Linked DNA regions of Dromaius novaehollandiae: region 2 is linked to region 1. A link is a contact called in public Hi-C data. All regions are on one chromosome and are shown on one strand. The core of a region is the stretch at or near the end of the contact, and the rest is flanking DNA. Distances in the headings are between cores, read along the strand shown. Region 1 holds the start of HIBCH (3-hydroxyisobutyryl-CoA hydrolase). Region 2 has its middle 20 kb from the start of GLS.

Region 1 (7,201 bases), core at 1,589-4,088:
GAGCCTGTGTCATCTGTGGAGGTGTTTTATAGTACTGTCAATTGGGATTGGGCATAGAAAAAAAAAATCAGTTTGAAGTCCTCTTGTCAGTGTGGTAATAACCAGTTATCTGGAATGAACTGAAAGTCTTCCCCTTCTGTTCCTCAAGCCTTCACACAAACTCATTTTTCTTTACCTTCATACACTGTAGGGATGCACTTCCTTACCCATACTATCCACACCTGGAGAAATCAGACACTAGCTCTTAGACCAGTGGAGAAAAAAGGTTAAACTTACAGCAAGCCAAGGCACAGGGGCACAGGACAGCATTAAGTGCTTGTACCATTTATTATCTTGTCTTGGCGAACTATACTAGGAGCCTTCAGAGGCAAGTAAGAGAGAGATACACATTAATCATTAATTAGGGGCATACATAAATAGGTGGCATACAGCATGCAGCTGCTCTTGGAATCCCTCTCATGAGCAAGAGCTCCCACATCCCGATGCTGAAGTTACATTTTTTCTGGAAGAAAAAAACAAAAACAAAACCCAAAACATCTGTTCAACTCTGAAGTCCTCCTACAGTCTGCAATTTATTTTCTCTTTACAAACCTGCTGAACAGACTGTCAGGAAATTTCTCCAAGGGGGAGGAATTACAACCTGTCCATCCTTCTGGCTGCTGCAGTTGTATTCCCTGAATTCCTGACTTGTTTACGAGGGATGCTTCTTGCCCCAAAATATCCAGTCTCCTGCAGCCATCTTTGCTTATAGTAGTATCATCCATAAACTCACAGGTAAAAGGCCATATCACTCAGTTTATTCTTATGTAACTTGATTATTTTCATTCTTTTTCCTATTTCTACATATATGTATCTTTTATTTGCTTTCTAAAATCATTTTCACTTCGATATTTCTCTCTACAGAAAAGGGGCTTTGCAGAAGGACTATTAGAAACAAAGATGTTATCTGAGTTATTTTTTGGACCTGGCTTTGGACTGGCTTGTACTCACTAAATGGGAGGTCTGTGAAGAAATTGTAGTTTTCTAATACCTATGAGGAAAAAAAAGTCTATTAATAGGTGAATGCAAACCATCACTGTCATGTTTTAAAATAAAGTAGAACACTAGGCCTCAGGAAGATGGTTCTTCTGTCACAATCCCTTCTTCCTGAAACCAGTGGAAAAAGAAAGGGAGAGAAAGAAAATAAAGAAAACATTATGCGTGCATTCAGTGCCAGCACCTTGGAAAGAAATTGGTAGCTGTTCCAAGAGAATGCTTGTGTTACGGCATTGTTTGCAAATGAGCAGGCTCCAGATCAGACACAGCTGGGAGACGAGAAAGAAAGGCTCTATATCATTATTTACACTGAAGGCAGTGGGGGAAAATCAGATGAAAATCGGGATAAGTAAAAGGTGAATCAGAGCACTGACTTCTGTTCCGGACTCCAGACACAAACATCCTGTGCAATCATGTCCCGGTCACAGCCATGCCCTAAGGGATGTTCCGGATCTCCAGGGAGCCTCCTCTTGCTCTTACCGGAGGCTAGTCTCTGAGCACCGACTTCTTCATTTCTACAATGACAGTAGCAAAAAGATTAGCCTATGCAAAGGTACTGTTCCTATTTGTCTGTGAATTGTACAGAGACTTTCAGATATAAAGCATAAAGTACAAAAGTGTTATCTGTGTATCAAACTCCCCATAACCTGATTACGCCTGAATGAGAGATGCAGAGCTATCCTATCATCAGAAAGTATCATTTTCGAATACGAATCTAAACAAGGGTTCAGATTTTGTCCACCGTGGTAATTTGGTGTCATTTAGGCTGGTTTAGATTTAATTGCATGTTATTTTCCTTACAAACATGTGGTTGCATATACTCAAGATGACATTAATAGGCTGCATCTTTGATGATCATGTAATCTGTGACAAAAAGTTAGATTAGTCTGAATGGCCTAATGAATTCTGCAATTAATTAGTTTTTGGTAGGCAGTCTCCCAATGCCTGCAAAAGCACTGCAGGTCAGTGCTCTCCATCATTTTTGTTCACCATGCATAAGACTGAAAACCTCGACTTCATAATACAGAAATGCTGTCTTTTTTGTGTCCATTTAGTTTGATTTTTACCCTGATGGTTATCGCAACGGAAATGCTAGGGGAGAGGACACTGTGGCAAGCAGGGGCCCAAACCATTTCTCAAACTGAAGAGCAAGGTTGCCCTCTGGGGACTTCTCTAGAAGCGTTTCTGAGAGCTGGGAATTGTCATCTCAGTGGTATAATTTTGCTGTAAGGTTTTAATTTTTTTTTTTATATGAATGTGAATCAAGAACAGCCAGTGCTGAACTTGCTACATGAAGAGATGGCAACATTACATTTCTACTTAATGCACTGCATTTTCCTTGCTCCATGGTTCATCACACTTCTCAGCATCAACCTCATGCTGGTATGTATCAGCCTAAAAATCTGCCAAGAACAGTCTGATGTCGTTACTAAAACGTAAATGAACTGATTTTTATGTACTCAGGCTCAGGGCCATGTGCGTGCGTTTCTCAAACGTCTCGTATATAGGGCTGCTGAGAACTTCTCAGTAACAGCGGGACAGAGGAAGGCACCCCACCTGCGCCATGACTGCAGACCCGCACTCGAGCTGAAACAGAACCACAGCTCCCTGGTGACGCACTAGCATGTCTGAAACCGGTCAGTTAGTGACGTCCCCTGCCCGCGCGGCCGTTGGGGAGGGGGAGGGGCAGGGGCCGGCCCCGCCCCCCCGGGGCAGGGCCCCGCCCCCCCGGCGCAGTCCCCCGCCGAGCCCGCGGGCGGCGCGCGCCGCTGCGGCGGCCGTTGGGGAGGGAGGGGAAGAGGCGACGCTCTGGCGTCGGTGCCGCTCTCCGCGGCTCCCGCCCCGCCGCTTCCGGTGCCGGGCCGCGCGGCGGTGACGTCGCTGGCGGGCACCGGTGGCCGCCATGGCGGCGCGGGTGCTGCGGCGGCTGCCCAGGTAACGCGGAGCGGCAGCGCCGGCGCCCTGCCCTCGCCGCGGCCCCGGCAGCGTCCTTTGGGCGGGGGCGGCAGCCGCGGGCCCCGGCCGCTCCGCAGGGGCCTTGCCGGTGCAGGACCACCTTCCCCGGTGCCCCGGGAGGCCACGCTCGGGGTTCCAGCTCGGGCTCAGCCCACGCGCGGCGCCGTGCGCGGGTATGGAGATAGGGGCGGCTCGTTCTCGGAGTCCGAGCGAGCGTGGCGTGTGGAAGTTAGCCCATAAGTCATCATAAAGTACAGCCTGGGCCTAGAGCCTAGCTTCTGCACCTGAACCCTGCTCTGAGACAAGGCATGTGTTTAAAGATTGGCGTGCATAGGGCACCAGGACGTCAGCAAGAGCTACGGCTGCAATAGGTGAATTAGCCGTACAGCAACAACAACAACGCCCACCCTGCACACTCAAGCAGCTGAAGGATAAAGTTGCGTGTTAACATTGACTTAAGACTGGCATCTGAGGCGTAAAGTCCAACAGACACCACTTTTTTTGTCTTCCTTAATAAGTAGAGTACAATGACAGAAGTAGTTATCTATTATTTCACTTAACACGTTCAAAATACTGTTTTTACAGACAGCCCAGCATGACTAGGTATCAAATCCTGCTTTCAGCTACAAAGGTGTAAGCCTCATTCAAGTTGTTAGAAGAACCTCCTGGAATTTACATACATGCCTGGAGGTAAAGGGCAGGTTTGGGAGTTCTAGAACATTGTAAATTTGATAGGAACCATTTTTTATAATATTAGTATATCAAGGTGCAAAAAGTGACTGCAAGTCTTTAAAAGATCTACACTGCTAATGTGGTACATATCCCCCAAACTCTTACTTCGTCATACTAGAGCCAGGACCTCCTAACTTGAAGTAATTTGAATACACTGAAGACATTAATGTTTGGCATTGGTACCTGCCATTTATTTACTACTTGTATGCAAAGTAGTTGGACTGTTTTGATACCAAAATAGAGCTGTAATTGTAGTTTAGTAAAAAAAATGTAGAATGTAAAACAATTGTTTAAAACTTTTTCTGACAAAGCTTTGCTTAATTCAGCATTTTTTGTATTTTGTGTGTTGCGGTAATGGATAGCTGTTTTATGTGTTTAACTGTTGTAATACATAGTATTTCTTTTTCAGACTGAAGCCACTCAACAGATTGCAAGTAATATTGCAGCATTTGGTAAGAACAGCATCTTGTTTAACCAAGTCAGAAGCTATTGGGACTCCAGCTCCCCCGAGATGGAGAACACAAAACCTCCAATTTGTCTATTCATAAAAGGCCTCAACAGGCTTGAATTCTGTTAGCTTCCTTGTTTTCCTTAAATATCATTCAACTTTAAGTTTGAAATTAATTGTGGAAATGGGTTAGCGATTTGTTCTCTGCTGTTAGAAGTTACTTATAGACAAAGCTGTTTGTATGTTTGGGTTTGCAACATCAAATTGCTAGTAGGGAAATACAGAACTATCTGTTATAAATGTTGTGGGTACCTTCAGAATGTCAGTCTAAAAAAAAAAAAAGAATCCATAGTCCCTTAAATCTCAAATATCATCTAAGAACGTATGCCTCAAAAGCTTGTCTGAGGTTATTACTTTGAAGGACTTTAATGTAATGTGGTTTCAAAAGAGCCATTTGAGAAATACAAATACATCTTGAAGTGGAGTGAGAAAGCCTTAGTGTAAAATTCCAAAATGCACATTTTATAATGTTAAATGTTTTGTGGAGTGTATACACACTCCTGTAAGCATTTTACTTAAGATATCTAATGTCATTTGCTTTATTTATTTGTTCATTTCTGCATATACAGAAAATGTCTAAGCATACAGATTCTACAACTGAAGTATTGTTGGAAAAGAGAGGAGGTGCGGGAATAATAACTTTGAATAGACCCAAGGTTCTCAATGCACTAAATCTTTCTATGATCCGACAGATTTATCCACAAATAAAGGTTAGTAGGTCTTCTCTTACCTAGCCAACACACATACATTATCTACTAGTAATATTAAAATTCAATCTGACTTTTTTTAGTCTGATTTAAGGAATTAAGTATGTGTGAGCACATGGGCCAATGAGCTCAGATTTATAGGATGGAAAGGAATAGACAGTTTCAAGCAAATTTAAAGGAGGAGAACGTATGTCCAGGAAACATCACAAAGGTGCCATTTATCCTCCAGATAGATAAGAGACCCATGTTAGCACCACAACTGAATTAAAGGCAAGCAGCACTCACCATTTTTACCTTCCTTTTGGCAGCATCCACCTGGTCAGTCAGCATGCACATATTCTGAACCATACAGCAGTGCTACCACTTGTCTGGGTGCATGTTTCATGGGGAAGCTGGGTGCCTGAGACAAAGGATGCAAATCATTAGGGTACGAGGTGCCGTTAGTTTCATTCCTTAGAGAACAACTTTATGGAGTCACAGGCCTTGTTTCTACAGGGTGCTAAAGTATGTGAAGTTTTAAGTGTGCAAACAGTCATTTTTAATTTAATGTTATTTATCATATGCATACAGTCAAATGTATTAAATATCAGTATTTGTTGAATAGTTGCCTGCCTTTTGGTATTTTGATTGCAAGATCATGAATTCTTTGAAGAATATTTAAAGAAATAAATACTTAAAACCAAGTACTGCATATTGAACACAGCCATAAATGTGGCATAACTTGTAGGTATAGTTTCTGGTACATAGAAATATCTTACCTCTCCTTTATCTGAGTGCACTTACTTGATTAAGTGACAGAAATATAAGCATAGTTTAAGGGGAGAAAACTCGTATAGCTATATAAGGCATCTTTCTTGATACTGTTGCATCACTGCTGAAGTCTTGTATATTTAGTTCAGAAGAAAAATCTAGCCTTTCAACCAGGCAAAAACAAACAAACAAAAAAAAACTCAAAACCACACACCTCTTCATAGAGCAGGCACTGATTCTAGTCGCTTTGACAAAATCCATCAATTACTTGAATGCTGTTTTTGCTGCCTTGCATCTTAGACTCACACAGCTTTCATCATCTGGCCTGAAGCATAGTTAATAGATCTTCCATATTCCCAGCTTTCTGCCCCAGCATTGAGATTATAGGGCCCTGTTTCAAGGAGAGCTACCTTTCATCAGGAATTGGGAGCACCATATAGGCATTATTCTGAAACATGAGGCAGCTCTGCTGATCCCTGACATTGAGGTTGAATAGGAGCGATGAAATCTGAGTGTCAGTCAGAAGTTCCCAAACACGTGCATCTCAAACTGTAACTGAAGTTTAAGTATGGTGCGATTTGCTTTTTTGAAGAGGTGAAAGAAGAATTATAGGCAGTAAATGGAGAAAGAACTTGTTGCACAAACTTTCATCTTACGTGGAAATGTTTTACTTTTTTTTTTTTTTTTTTAGACTTGGGAGCAAGATCCTGAAACTTTTCTAATAATTATAAAGGGAACTGGAGGAAAAGCTTTTTGTGCTGGTGGTGACATCAGAAGTAAGGACTGTAATCATTTAAGTATTTGACCTAGCTTTTCCAGTTATCAATTTAGTATGGATTGATTTCCTTTATTTAGTGTGACTCAGGTGAATGGGGCTTGCTGCACAATAGTAAGATTAGTTACATTGACTTCTTATGACACCTTGATGTGCAGATTATGTATAAGTTACTTGTCATGAGACAGCAGGTAGAATATTGTATAAAAGAGCAAAAATTGGTTTGTTTTTGAATAGCTGGGTAATGGGAACTAGCCATCCCAGGGAAGAGCAGATTCTTGTCTCTACCTTACCTTCTCAGATTTTCATTACTGGCAGCTTCTTTACATGAAATTTGAAGGGTCCCAATAGGCAGCTCTACTACTATTGAATAATTTGTATCTGATGTTTAACTCTGAGATGTTTAGATACAGAGCTGACCACAGTGATCCATGTATTCATGATTATTCTGTAGCTATGAACTGTAGTAAATCTCCAAACTCGGAAAGTGAGCAGTTTTAAATCCTAGGCAAATGAGTAGCATAGGTTATTGTTAGATTATGTCCTGCTCTTTCTGGCTTCTCTCTGGCTTTTTTTTTTTTTAAATATATTTTCTGTTAAGCTTATGGTTATCTTTAGACTTTTAATTTCTCTTAGCCATCGCAGATGCAGGAAAAGTTGGAGATAGGCTGACACAAGATTTCTTCAGAGAAGAATATACCCTGAACAACGCCATCGGTATGTTTAATAACAAATTCT
Region 2 (7,201 bases), core at 3,230-5,729, 140 kb before region 1:
AACACGAGGCTCACCAGGGAAGGGAACCACAGCACAAGAGCACATCCCAGCCTAGCATCCCCCCCACACACAGGGCAGGCTGATCGGCCTCTTATTGATTGCAGCAGGACCCATCCTGTCCAGGAGCTGGAGGTGACAGCCAGAACTGGGAGACGAGCTGGAGACCAGGAGGTACAATCAGGAACGTTTCCTAAGCAGATGGGAAGGAGCCACAGCGAGCTCTCTCCACCCAGCTGGAAGTGCCTGATCGTCCCAAAAGTGCTTATAGCTCCCAGCTGAGGATGGCTTGCCTACGTTACAGGTCTGCACAGAGACTCTGCAAACTAGCTGTTATGATAGAGGGCATTTTTCAGGCAAACTTGCCAGTTTCTCTTCAGCGTGATTGCACATATCCCACTGCTCTTCAGAAGAAGCCTGTGGCCTCCACACATAGAGGTTTTGCAAAGTTATTTAAAGGAGTGTTGTTGTTCTGGCCATCCATGCTGACTACTTTATGACACATCACCACGCTGCTTTATGAGTTTCTCTGCAGAAAAGAGCCTCGCTGAAGAACTGCACTTTCTGGCAGTTCCCATATATGGGAAAGCTGTGCGCAGCTTCGCCCAGCTAGTCCCACTGTCTTTATTCTTCTTTACGAAAATAGACCCACACTCCGGTGTCTATTGTACCAGTATCAGACCGGAGAGAAGAAAAACAGAATGCCTCTTTTTTCCTTTTCTAAATGCCAACTGACTTCAACATAAAAAAAACCAAACGAGGGCCGCGCCTGGGTAGTGCCTGTGCAATGAGCTCTGCACACCAGCAACAGGCGGCCAGCCCTTCAGCGCCCGTCTCTGCCACGCGTTCACACAGCGCTCAACTCCACCGAGCTCTGACCCCGGCCCCGACCGCTCGGCATCGCCGTAGCAGGAGCGGTAGGGAAAATGCTGAAAGTGCCACCAAACAGCGCCCGGCGGCGAGCCGCGGTGGAGGAGGCCGGGCCAGGTCCCTGCGCCTCCCTCCCGAGCACGCTCGCGCGAGGCACCAGGAGCAGCACGCAGCCGCCCCGCCAGCCCCCTCCCAAGCCTTCGGCCAACACCAGCTGTTGTCCCAGCCCCGTGGCCTGTAACGCTATGTGAGGATGAAAAGCGCTCCAGCTATTGCAGATACCAACACTGAGCAGCAGGAGGAAGGGACAGAGGGATAGTCCGACCGCGGGTACATATATATCGTACCTTGTGCTCAAGTCGGCAGCCAGGTTTAACCCTAACCGTGTTTGTGCACAGGCCTGGATCTCCCCACCCCTAAGGTTTCAAACCCGTGGCTCCCTCAAGGCCAGCAGAGCGTCAGCACGGGGGGGAACGCTGTGCCCAGCCCTTCGCGCGGGGGTGATGCACTGCAGAAAGCTGTTCTGCACCAAGCACCCTAACCCATAAAGTCTTAACAATTAATACCTCACTGACGGCTACAGAAAGGTGATTAAACGTTTGCCCAAAATTTCAGTTTAGGACACAGATTCAAAGGAGAGTTGAAGCAACATGGCAGAGAACATCATAATCTCCAGCAGCTGAGGGTGGCTGGCAGGTGGCTTGGATGTCTCTGCAGCCTTCAGCCTCCTCTGCTGCAGCAGCTGGCAAACTTCAGTTACTGTGGAGTAGTACAGTAACAGCATTTACCATTTTTTTGTAAGTGATTAGCAATATTGCTGCTGGTTTTCCTGTAGGCCCATGATTTCTCTGCTTAAAGGCTGACAACTCAGGCTAGAAGTGCGAGCCGCTCTGCTGTGTAATGCAATTGAAGGCAGCCTTTGTGTCCTCCTCAGCTGGAGATGACTCACTTTCGAGGCTGAAATCCCATTTGCCCATTAGTTATGTGGTGGTTGCTTAACCCCCAAGAGCATCTGGTCGGAATAATGTCACTGGAAAAGAAACTGCATCAGCAGAAGACACAAGCTGATATTCATCATCTTACGGCTTCTGCCTGCTTCGTTCGTTATCTGTCTTGCAGAACGTCATCTTACTACGTGTCGTCCTCTTCCCGAGCACCCCTGACGAGCACTGGCAAAGGCAGCGCGCCGTCGGCTCCCTCCCGCGCCCCGGGGCCGCTTCTGCCCCGCAGCCCCACAGCTGCGCTGGGAGCCCGGGCTCAGCCCCACGGCGCCGGCGGCGGCACCCGCCTGCGAGCGGCACTGAAGGAGCCCGCGGGCACCGGCCAAGGCAGCGGTGGATTTCCTCCTCCGCCCAAAATTAATCTGGTAATCGGCAGCGGTATCTGAGCATCAGCACGCGCTTCGCTGCGGAGGGCGGCCAGGCATGCTGCACCGCGGGCCGCGTCCCCCCGCCCTCACCGCGCGGCTGCCTTGCGAGCGCCGCTGCGGCCGTCGGGGCGGGGGCCTGCGGGTCGGGAGGGCTGCCGGAGGACACGGCCGTGGTTTTGTAGGACCGGGAGGAAAATGGGGGGGCACAGCGCTGTGCAGCAGCCAGCCTCAGCGCCCGTTTCTGCTTACCTCCTCGAGCAGCACCACTGTGCACAGCGGTTACGGCTTCATCCAAAATAACACATTTTTTCATATATGAAGAGAAGTAGAACAGAGAAAGGAAGGTGCCATAAAAACAGCACAAACTGGGTATGCAGAAATGAGCACTGCTTTTTCTTCTACCATACAGCAGCGAGGTCTTTGGGCAAAACAGAGCAAAACCTGCTGTAACAAAATTCAGACTGTTTGAGCCCGTCTCTGTGCTTCCTGCTGTGCAGGCCATGTCGGAGGCACCGCTCCACCCGGCAGCGCAAGGCGCAGCCCTTCCCTGCCGTAAGGCCGAGCTCAGCCGGGGCTTCCCAGCGCGCGGCGCCGAGGCCGAGCCCCGGCTCCTTCTCCGCGCGGTTGCTGCCGGGAGCTTTCCGCATGGAAAGCAGCAAAAACCCCAGCCGCGGAAAACGCGTCACCCTGGCGCCCGCCTCGTGCCCCGAAGGTGATGATGCAGTCGGTAACATTAGTGCTCAAACACGAAACCGTGCTGTGTGCTTCGACCGCCGCCCTTCGCCTGCACGCCGGTGTGCGGGGCAGGGAGCCGCCTCCCAGGCCTTGCAAGCGCGTAGCACGCTCCGGACTCACTATGTTCCGTTATGCAAAATGCTGTAAAATATAAGCAAACATATATTTGCACGGGTTATTACTATTAGGGATATTCTTATATTTGCTGGTTATTTTGCTGTGGCTATTTTACCACAGTCTATTATAAGCTCGTTGTAGGTTTATACAGATTTGAAGGCGATGATAACGTCCCTGACAAATTTAACCCGAGAGAAGGCAGCAAGTGCGTCATTTTCCAGGCCGGCGCTGCAAGGCCCGTCCCTTCTGGCAGGGAGAGCTGCCCGCAGGCACAGGCTGCCGCACGCGCCGACACCGCAGCCCGGCACCCGCGCGTCTCTGTCAGTACCAGCATCGCCAGGGTCTCCCAAAGGATGGTGAAACACCGGTAACCCAGCCGGCACCCCCTTGGAGCGAAAGGCCCAGCCACAGCCTGGTGCCCGTGCTGAGCCGCTCGTCGGCACCGCGGTCCCAAGCAAAGCTGCGTCAGCCAGGCGCCGCTATAAACAGCGGCGTGCAAAAGTTTTCCACTCTGCCTCTGCGACAGCATAGGAAAAACGTTTGTTCATGAGCTCAGAGGCCTCCTCATGGGACAAAAGCGGGTTATTTGTGTGCGGAGGGGACGGAGGCTTCGCCGCTGCCGGGGCGCAGCACCACTGCCCGCGGGCTGCGCCGCCCCCCCGCCCCGAGCAGCGGGCCCCAGCGACGGTCGCGGCACGGGGAGAAAGGCTGGATGCAAGGTGAAGCGCTGTGATAATGATGGGGTTTTTCCCCTCTCAGAGGCGTCGAGTTCTTTCCCGAAGACAGTGAATTGGGCAACGTGCTTTGTAAGAGCCTCTCGCCCCCCGGGAGCCGGGAAAGCTTGGAGGCCCCCACGATGGCCCCCCGCTTTGTTTTTTTTTTGCAGAAAGGCGCCCAGAGGCGAGGCTCGCACGGGGCGTCTGGGAGGGGTTCCAGAGCACAGGCAAAGATCGTCTTTTTTATTTTCTTTGCTGTAGCTATTCTGGTAATTTTCTGCGTGCGGAAAATTCTGTGCGTGGCTGAGCCCACAGCGTTGCCGAGCTCTGCAAGTGTGACATCTCACATATAACCTACTTTAAGTCTTTGCCACTCCGGCTATGTACATTATAAGGTCGTTCTTACAGAGATCTGGTCGATAGGTTTTCGGATGCACCGGCCTCTACTGCCGAAGCCCCCTGCTCAGCCACCTGCCCCTGCTGGTGGAAATCCCGCCTTAGCCACCCAGAGGTCACGGGCTGTCTCTGCTTTCAGAACTGCAAACGAAAAGAAACAGTATGGGAAAAATATTAACGTGGCTGATGAAAAGGCAGGAGAGAGCTGTGGAAAGTTTTGCTTTGCGCTGAAGAAATGCCTTTTGCACTATCGCTGGAAACCAGCAGGCTGTGCCGGTGCACCGGCTTTGCTGCACGCACGCACAGCTCGTTTTTCATCCTACATGATGCAATCTCTCTTTTTTATACATCATAGCTTCCTTCAGTCGAAAAAGGGTATGCACCCAGATAAACCAGCCAAAGAGGACCATCTTCGTTAACGCTGCAACACCTTCCTGTGGTTTGTAACTAAGATTACGACTACACTTCTGCAACATGTAAAAATGAGCAGAAAGCGGAGAAACGGGAATAATCTCTTTTTTTCTAATAAACAGAAAACACTGTCAGACTCTTCCTTACGTTGCCTGCTCTTCAGCAGATCGGCTTGGCCGACCTCCCACACGCACCTATAAAACCAGCCCTACTGGGGAGGCAAAGCAGGGCACCGCCGCCCCTTCCTCCGCTGCATCCCCTTCCTCCGCTGCATCCCCGTCCCGTCAGCCTCGGCTCAGCCCCCGTCTTGGCCATCTCTCCAGCTCGGGTGCTGGAGCAGCGGCCAAGCTGTTGGGACCTCTGGGAGCCCCCACCGGCATCGCGGCCACCTCCAGCGCCGTCCTCCACCAACGCCACGGGCTGGACGCAAACGCTGAATTGCGCCGTGGTAAAACCTGAGCCTGCACAGAGGGGCACCTTTACAGTGCCTGGCGGCGTAGCTTACCGCTGGGCGATGCACGCGAGGAGTCGGTCTGCTCCAAAAGAGGTGGGAAGCTAGCAGTTTAAAGCCATCTAAAAGCACTGCGTGCTGCTAAGCGGCATGTCTGGTTTTCCCCTGCCGCTGTGCGTTGCAGTACTGCGCACATCGCTCTGCGATTTCACCTCCGCTGACCCACAAGAGATACAGCTGGCATCTTAGCTATTTTTGACACTAATGCAAAAAAGCTGTCCTGGATCACCAGCTAGTACCATCTGCTCTTCGAAAGTGCAATGCCATCAATTCACAAACCGGGGCCAGGATTTTCAGAAACAGCCAGTCTGAAGTGATGCCTCGCTCCATATTTAGGCTCCTGCCCGACTTTCGGGGGAACGGCGCGTGCTGCCGCCACCATTAACGTGAACTTCCCGGCGCAGGCGGCGGGACTTTGCCATCACCTGCCGTTTCCACCAGGGCAGCTCCCTGCAGTGAGCCACGTTTTCAGGCTGCCTGGTGACGGCGGGTGCTGGGGTCTGGAAAGGAGGACTGGTTCCTACCCGATGCAGATCTAGCGGTCTTCTATATCAGTCCAATTCTCAAAAGCATCCAGGCAACCCAGACTTGAAGCATCCAGATTGCTATGCACTTTCGACTTCCTAGGCCAGAGCTATCTTTCAGCTCTGTTACTTGGAAAAAAAGTTACATTAGTTAGAATGATAATTGTCACCTTATGGAGACAACAAAAGAGAAACGCCAGTTTTGGTATTTTCAGGGTTGAAAACAGTTTGCAGAAAGTGTCAGAACGCTGCACCAGATTTGCAGGTACAGCCCATCGCGTCCCATTTACACAAAAGACTTTCAACAGTATCCTTGTTCCTACCGCACACGGCACTGGTACGTAGTATTCATCTCCTCAAGAGGAGGTGGAAAACACATTCTCACATCAACTATGTGGGTCCAGGAAGACCTTTCTGTATCAGTGGAGATCTGGCATTTATACAATGCAACATAAAAATCCCCAAAGCTATAAAAGATGTTTTCACCGTATTAGTGACTATCATTTTGATGTGAAACTCACTCTAATGAATACCTGACAACTAAAGCTTTTAGAGGAAGGATTTAACTTGACGTGAATGCATTCAACTACTGTTTGTTGAATGATATTCTTCTTAAACAGCCAGCAGAAGAATACAGTGTCGTTGCAAATCAAGGATTTGCAGCCTTCTGCCGCGTCCTGGCCGAGACGCTGGAGGTCAGAAACCCGGCGTGCCGGGGGCTCGCTCTCCTGCATGCCAGACCCCCTGCCCATCGCCGGCCCTCCCGCCTGCGACGCAGCGGGCAGCTGGGGCACCGTAAAGGCTGCACAAAGCTGATACCATGTCTACGTTAAAGCGAGAAGGTGTGAAGGAAGCCCTGGTGATGTTGAGGAGCCCCGTTTTGACCTTTCTCTGAAGCAATTGCGTTAGGCTGCGTTGCGTTGGTTCACATTTGGAGCAATTTTTGTCCTAGCCAAAAGAAATCAAGGTTTAGTCGGGCGAGTCGTTTTCTAAAAAGCTCATCTTCTGCAGAAACACAGAAACCTGCCAAGCAGAGGCAGATGCCCTGTATGCGTGTGCTTTGGACTAAAGCCGTCCTAACCTGCCAGAGTGACTCAGGGTACCTCCAATCCGATACCGATAAATGCTAAAAGATAGGCTTTTTTTTGGAAAAATTTAACCCCCCCCCCGAGCAGACACCCTACTCGTGCAGGCAGCCGTGCCTCCTTCCACCAGCAGATGTCCTGCGGAAGCAAGCTCCGCTCTCAGCGGGCGCATCGCGGCGGTGCCCGGGGGGACCCACGGCAGCCCCCCGCCGTCTGCCGCGGAGGCTGCTGGAGCCCCAGGGCGCGGTGGCCACCGGAGCGGCCCTGTCTCCCGGCAGATTGCCGCCACGGTAAGGTGAACTGCATCCCGGCCAGGCGGCTGGGGTAACGCCGCAGAAGCGGGGTTTTCGACAGCTTCTCTTATTCATGAGACCCTATGGAGCCCAAACCCCTTCTCATCCAGACCTCCTCATCCAGACCACGCTAGCTGGAGATGATAGGCGCCAGCTCCCTTCCGCGCCCGCACGACT

Evidence for each region. A called contact is a pair of places that touch in the nucleus more often than the background predicts.
Region 2: a Hi-C map of ovary shows a contact between it and region 1, with 2.9 times the contacts expected there. The contact joins the enhancer-like site here to the promoter of HIBCH in region 1. A contact is called at or near these places in 2 of 4 Hi-C or Micro-C datasets (brain and ovary).

What each region holds. Positions count from the first base shown.
Region 1 is chr7:32,526,506-32,533,706 of bDroNov1.hap1, reverse strand. It overlaps HIBCH (3-hydroxyisobutyryl-CoA hydrolase), which reads left to right and starts at 2,838. Exons shown (of 14, transcript XM_026097517.2): 1 at 2,838-2,970; 2 at 4,133-4,175; 3 at 4,801-4,941; 4 at 6,380-6,464; 5 at 7,100-7,180. The coding sequence starts at 2,939.
Region 2 is chr7:32,666,144-32,673,344 of bDroNov1.hap1, reverse strand. No RefSeq gene overlaps it. Among named protein-coding and RNA genes, the nearest start is that of GLS, 20 kb to the left of the region's middle. Within about 2 kb of position 4,479, at least 2 of the 2 cell types and tissues checked have open chromatin away from gene starts, as enhancers often do.